2 separate regions of the Pan troglodytes genome follow, and region 1 is linked to region 2. A link is a contact called in public HiChIP or PLAC-seq data. All regions are on one chromosome and are shown on one strand. Each heading gives the region's core, a stretch centred on a gene start, on an enhancer-like site or on the middle of the called end of the contact. The rest is flanking DNA. Distances are from core to core; before and after follow the strand shown.

What was found. HiChIP or PLAC-seq counts read pairs in DNA pulled down with a chosen protein or histone mark.
Region 1: an H3K4me3 HiChIP or PLAC-seq map of stem cell-derived excitatory neurons shows a contact between it and region 2, with 3 times the contacts expected there. The contact joins the promoter of FNDC5 here to the promoter of AZIN2 in region 2. A contact is called at or near these places in 1 of 7 Hi-C or Micro-C datasets (stem cell-derived neural progenitor cells) and 1 of 1 datasets of contacts at active chromatin or transcription factors (stem cell-derived excitatory neurons).

The regions. Positions count from the first base shown.
Region 1 is chr1:198,097,497-198,100,304 of NHGRI_mPanTro3-v2.0_pri, forward strand. FNDC5 (fibronectin type III domain containing 5) reads left to right here and starts at 1,331. Exons shown (of 6, transcript XM_009453148.3): 1 at 1,331-1,591. The coding sequence starts at 1,354.
Region 2 is chr1:197,893,377-197,896,375 of NHGRI_mPanTro3-v2.0_pri, forward strand. AZIN2 (antizyme inhibitor 2) reads right to left here and starts at 1,358. Exons shown (of 9, transcript XM_016958601.3): 1 at 1,221-1,358; 2 at 1,007-1,127.

The sequences.
Region 1 (2,808 bases), core at 81-2,580, 200 kb after region 2:
GAGGAACACAGGGCCAGCGAAGGAGTCCTGGGTGGGCATTAGGAGAGGAGGGTTGTCTATCGCTCCTCTTGACCCACTGTGTGAATCTGCACCAAGTTCTTCCCATCGGTAGACCTCACTTCCTTAATGTAAAACCAGGGGGATGGAGAGGAAGACCCTGAAGACGTTTCTGTGGCGGAACTTTGCAAGACGTCTCCTTTCCAAAGAAAATTAGCCCTTCCAGGGCTTCTGGAAAACCTTTAAGACCCAAAGGAATGCCCCGCTAGTAGTGGAATTTCGGATAGTCGTGGGAGGGGGCTCAGGGGTTCTTGCTGAGACAAAAGGCCCTGAGCCCTGGTCCATGCCTCTCTCCTCCACCTTGTTTTTCTGGCTGAGATGAGAGTAGGGGGCTGGAGCCACTCCCCCTCTCAGAGATGCTCTTAGATTGCTGCAGACTGTTTTCTGGCTGGGGAGGAGCTGGCCCCGGCCAATTCTAGAGTCTCAGGAATCTCCGGATGGGTGAAGTCACTCTGGGTGGGGAGACAGTTCAGTTAAGCACAGCTTTGGGAGTCAGATCAGCCTGTGCTCAAGTCCTGGCTCTGCTGCGGGTCCCTGGACAAGTCAAGTAGCCTGTCCAAGCTGCAGGTTCCTCCTGTGCAAAGTGTGCAGAGTATGACTTTACAGGGTTGCCCTGAGAATTAAGCCACATAATGCAAAGAAAGCTCAGCATAGTATCTGGCCCCTGGTAGACGCTCATTACTGCCCTCACTATGGGGATGAAAATGAAGGAAAAGGACTGGCCTGGGGTCACAGAGCTGGACTCTCCAGTGAGTCAGAGCAGCCTCTTCCCAACCCCACTGGAAACACGGAGCCCTGGTGTCCACTTAGCACTCTCTCCAGCTCTCCCCAGCCTTACTGTGATCTCTCCCTCTGCTCCCGTCTGCCCCAGCCGCAAGGCCTCGGGTCTACCGTGGAGTGAGGGGATCCCTAGGCCCAGGGAAGGGAGGCGCGCTTAGGGGTGGGGGCACAAACGGGCATCTCGGTGGCACTTGTCCTCTCTCTACCCTGGGAAAGGGCAGAAAGCGGCAGCCAAGTCAGGGCTGTGCACGGGAGAGAGAGTGACCGCGGCGGGGGCGCGGAGAACCCCGCCGGGCTCCCGCTCGGTGAGAGGGCGGGAGCCGTGGGTCCGCGAAGCCCCTTCCTCCCCGGCAGAGGACCTAATAGGCAGCGGGGGCGGGAGTGGGGGCGCCCTCCGGTCCTCACCCCGCCCCTGCACCTCTCCCCGCAGCGGGGGCGCCCCGCCCCCCGGGCGCCCGACGTGGACGCGGCCGCCGCCACCGCCGCCGCGCGGGAGTCGCTGTCCGCGGAGCCGACATGCAGGCGGCTCGGGGCGGCGCAGGGCGGCCGGGGCGGCCGGGCCGGCCGGGCCGGGGGCCGGAGCGCGAGCGCGAGCGGCCGCCGGGCGCCGGAGCCGCGTCCCCCTGCGCCGCCCCGGGCCTGCCGGCCGGAGGAGCCACCATGCACCCTGGGTCGCCGAGCGCCTGGCCGCCCCGCGCCCGCGCCGCGCTCCGCCTGTGGCTGGGCTGCGTCTGCTTCGCGCTGGTGCAGGCGGGTAAGGGGGCCCGGGGCGGGGGGCCGGTGCCGGGGCAGGCTCCTCTCGAGCCCAGCTACCTGGGAGTCCCCTGGTCCTTTCTCTGCCCCCTAGGGACTCCTGTCTCGGCCCAAACACTGCTCCCCTAACCCAGCCCCCAGCGTCTTCCCTACCTCCTTGACCCCCAGACCTGTCCTTCAGTTTCCAAATCTCCCCTGTCACCTCAGCCCTGGGTTTCCTAGGGTCTTGTGGTCCCCAGTCCCCTAATCCCATTCCCCTAACCCCAGGTCTTTGCCTCAGCTTCCCTAGCTCCCTTCTTTGACCCAGGGAGCAGCTGAGGACACCAGGTCCCCCATCTGGGCCTCTCTCCGTGTCCCCAGGACCTCTCAAAGCCCTGCAAGCCAACTCTGCAGGGGCAGATGGGGTCCCGCTGTACAGGAGCACGTGTGAAGGGGATGGGGGCTGGCACCTGAGGGCGCAGGGCGTGGGGTGGGCCCCGGCACCCCTGATCTGGTGCAGTGTCTGGCCTGCCCCATGGGGCCGGCCCGACCTTGCCCAGCCTCTCCTGCCACTCTGTCTTTGTCCCTCCTGGCTGCCGCTGCCCGGCTCATCTCTCCCTCCGTGGCTCGGGGAGCGCTCTCTCGCAGCTGTCTTTCTCAGATGCCCCACTTCTCTGTCCTCTGGTTCTGTGTCTGCCACCACCTGTCTGTGTCCTGTCTCTCCACCTCCCCCTCCGTGTCTGGCTCTGTCTCCCTCAGGTCCCAGGCCCAGCCCCCTGGGTCTCAAGTTCACTCTCTGTGGGGTGAGGGGTGCTGCTCAGGCCCAGCTCTGCCCCGTGCCGCACCTGCCCCTTGGAAGATACTGAGCCTTATGTGACTGCACTGCCCCTCTCCTGGACGGTTTTCCTCACTGACCCCCCACTATCCCTATCACTCTCACCCCCACTTCCCTCCTGTCTCTTCTGGAGTGATTCCTCATTCATCCTCTTCCCCTACCTGTTCTCTCCTCTCCACTCGCCATGGAGGGGCCCTGCTCTGAGTGACCCCATCTTCCCTTGCCACCTCCCCACCTGCATCTTGGGGCTGGAAGAGCATGGATAAGAGGCTCACACAGACTCTTCCCCAGGCTTTATTCTGCCTGGGCCATCACAGCTCTGAGGATACTTCTGTTCTCCTCACTCCCAGTCCAGGGCTCACCCCAGCCTGACACTTCTCGATCTCTGGGTCTTTCTCCTTCGT
Region 2 (2,999 bases), core at 108-2,607:
GACCAAGAATTGGGGATAAATTGAGCCCCTCTCTTGCAAATAGCAAGGATTGCATACCAAATAAGCGAAAGGATAAGATGAGGGCCCTAGGGACCCTTCCTGAGGAGGCAGCTGATCTGTACAGGGGACCGGGGACCCACCCCCATTCCCAGCCCCTCACCGTGGTGGCCTGTGAGGCCCCCAGAGTGAGTTCCTTCAGCAGGTCTCGGGTACTGAAGCCCTCCTCCACCATCACAAAGTCCGATTCACTCAGGTAGCCAGCCATGCCTTGCAGGAGGAGCTGACGGGCTGGATGGAGCCGCTGCTGCAGCCGCCGCCTTAGAAAGTATGCAACACACTGCGGGGCGGGGGGAGATGAAGGGAACCGCTGGGGGGCCGGCTCTGCTGCCCCACTCGCCTCCCGAGGCCAGGGATCCCAATCCCGTCACAACCCGCCCCCAGCACAAGCCCGGGGTTCACTGGGCAAGGGTGGAGAAAGTCAAGAATCCCGGATTTCAGACGGAGACAAGGCACCGTATGCCCAAATGTCACTGCCTCTCCGAGTCAGTTACTCCCTCTGTAAAATGGATGAATTGTTTTGGAGAGCCTTCCCAGTTCTGAAATTCTGGATTTCAGGAAAGAGTGAGAGAGAGATGGAACAGAAAATCTGAGAAACTTGGGTGGGGAAGTTTCCAGGGCGCCCCCAGTCTTGACCACGCCCACCTAGAGGGTAGCCAGTGGCCACACCAAGGCGTCTCAGCCTAAGAGCAAGAGCTTAAGTTCGAGTCCGCTCTCTACTGCTTGACCTCGGGTACCCTCTGACCCTTTCGGAGCCGCAGTTTCCCCAATTGTAAATGGGGGCTGGACTGATCCTGAGATGCTACAATTCTAGGCGTGCCTGGGGACGCCACGCGGTGGGTGGGGGCCGCAAGCTCCTGGGAGAGAACGGAAGGCCGAGGTTTTTTCTGTCCGAGTGACTCCTACAAAGTGCAGGGCTGAGGTCCCCCCAACCCCCAGGGCCCCTTACCAAACTCCGTCCTCCTTCGCGGGGGCCAGAGCCAGGAGCGCTGCTAGGGGGGGTCGCCGGTGACCTCGAAACTTGTGCAACACCCCGAGGAGGAGTGGCAGTTGCGGAGCCGAGGCCCCTGCTGACAGGAGGCAGAAGGGGCAGGGGGGCAGGTCAGCACCAGGGCGGAGGGCGTCCGCTCCCCGAGGCTCCCCAGGCCACTTTCCGCACTCGCCTTAAAACGCATTTACACGGCTTCGGCCCATAGGTCTCCCCAGCGAATGAATCGGATCCTCGGCGCCTCCGCTCTCTCGCTCCCCCGGGCTCGGGTCCCGCGGCCCGCGCCCCGCCAGCCCAGCAGCCACCGACCCCTCGCCCCGCCTTCCGCCCGCCGCTGGCTTATATAACCCCGCCCAGGCCCCGCCCATAGTGCCGAGGCCCTGCCTCCGCTTGGCCGTAGCCCTGGCAACCGGGTGCCGCCATCCCATTGGTCGATTCCGACATAAAGTACTCAGCTCTGCTCGCCCTTACCGCAGTCTTCTCCCCCGGAGGCTTGGCGGTGGCTACCTCACGCTGGAAATCAGAACTACAGGGCCGCCGCCACGCGGGTGAGACACTTAGACCCTGCATCTTAGTCTTAGAGAGTGGGCAGGACCAGGAAGCCTTTTCTGCCTCTGCCTCAACTTACTTCGTGGTCCAGCTCTTGTCTGCGTCAGGAACTGCTCACTCATCTCTCGAAACCCAGTTCCAATGACATGTCCTTGTATTACTTTTGTAATAAAATTCTTTTTATTTAATTGCCTCTTCCAGGCATCTTCCCCGACTCCAACTCAAAACGCATCTAAAATGTCTTCAGAGAACCTTTTTGTGACTTTCCCAGTTCAGGGCAATCCCTCCCTTTATCCCATCCTCTGAACCCGGCAAACTCTTACTCATCTCTCAGTAGAAATGTGTCTCCTTCTCCAAGAAGCTTTCCCGGACTTCCTCAACTCAAAGCATTTCTTCTATACCGAAAGCTGCTGCTCACCCATCAAAGTCCTGTATAATGTCACCTCTGTTGAACCTTCCATGACTTGCCTCCCCCCAAGGAACACAGCATTTAGTCTGTCTGGACCCCTCACTCATTTGGTTCTTGTTACCCATAGCGTGAGATTCCTGTTGTTATTTTACACTTCTTGTTTGGTTACACTTTGCATCTAGTTTGTGATTTCCCAAGGGCAAGGACTGAATACCCTGCTCAAGAGCCTGGTGCCTGGCATAGACAAGAATGCTGAGGAAGATTCAATAGCTGTGTTACTCAAAAGCTGATTCAAAAGTTCATCTGGAAAAGTAAGTGTACAAGAACAGTCAAGACACTCTTTTTGCGCAGGCTGGAGTGCAATGGCACGATCTCAGCTCACTGCAACCTCTGCCTCCTGGGTTCAAGCGATTCTCCTGCCTCAGCCTCCCAAGTAACTGGGATTATAGGCGCATGCCACCACACACAGCTAATTTTGTATTTTCAGTAGAGATGGGGTTTCACCATATTGGCCAGGGTGGTCTTGAACTCCTGACCTCCAGTAATCTACCCGCCTCGGCCTCCCAAAGTGCTGGGATTATAGGCGTGAGCCACCGTGCCCGGCCAAAACTACAGTCTTTAAAACAGTATGGTGCTGGAGCAGGAAGAGACAGTGGTAAAACAGAACAGAGTCTACAACAGTCCCATATACATTGGAGATTGGTACACAATGGAGGCAGCATTTCAAATCAATGAAGCCAAAGGGCTTTTGGTCTACCATATGTCTTCATGTCTCCTGCTAGGCTGTGGGCTTTTTTTTTTTTTTTTTCTCTTTTGAGACAAGATCTGGCTCTGTCACCCAGGCTGGAGTGCAGTGACATGACCTCAGCTCACTGCAACCTCCACCTCCCAGGCTCAAGTGATCCTCCAACCTCGGCCTCCCAAGTAGCTGGGACTACAGGTGCATGCTACCATGCCTTGCTGATTTTTGTATTTTTTGTAGAGACACGGTTTCGC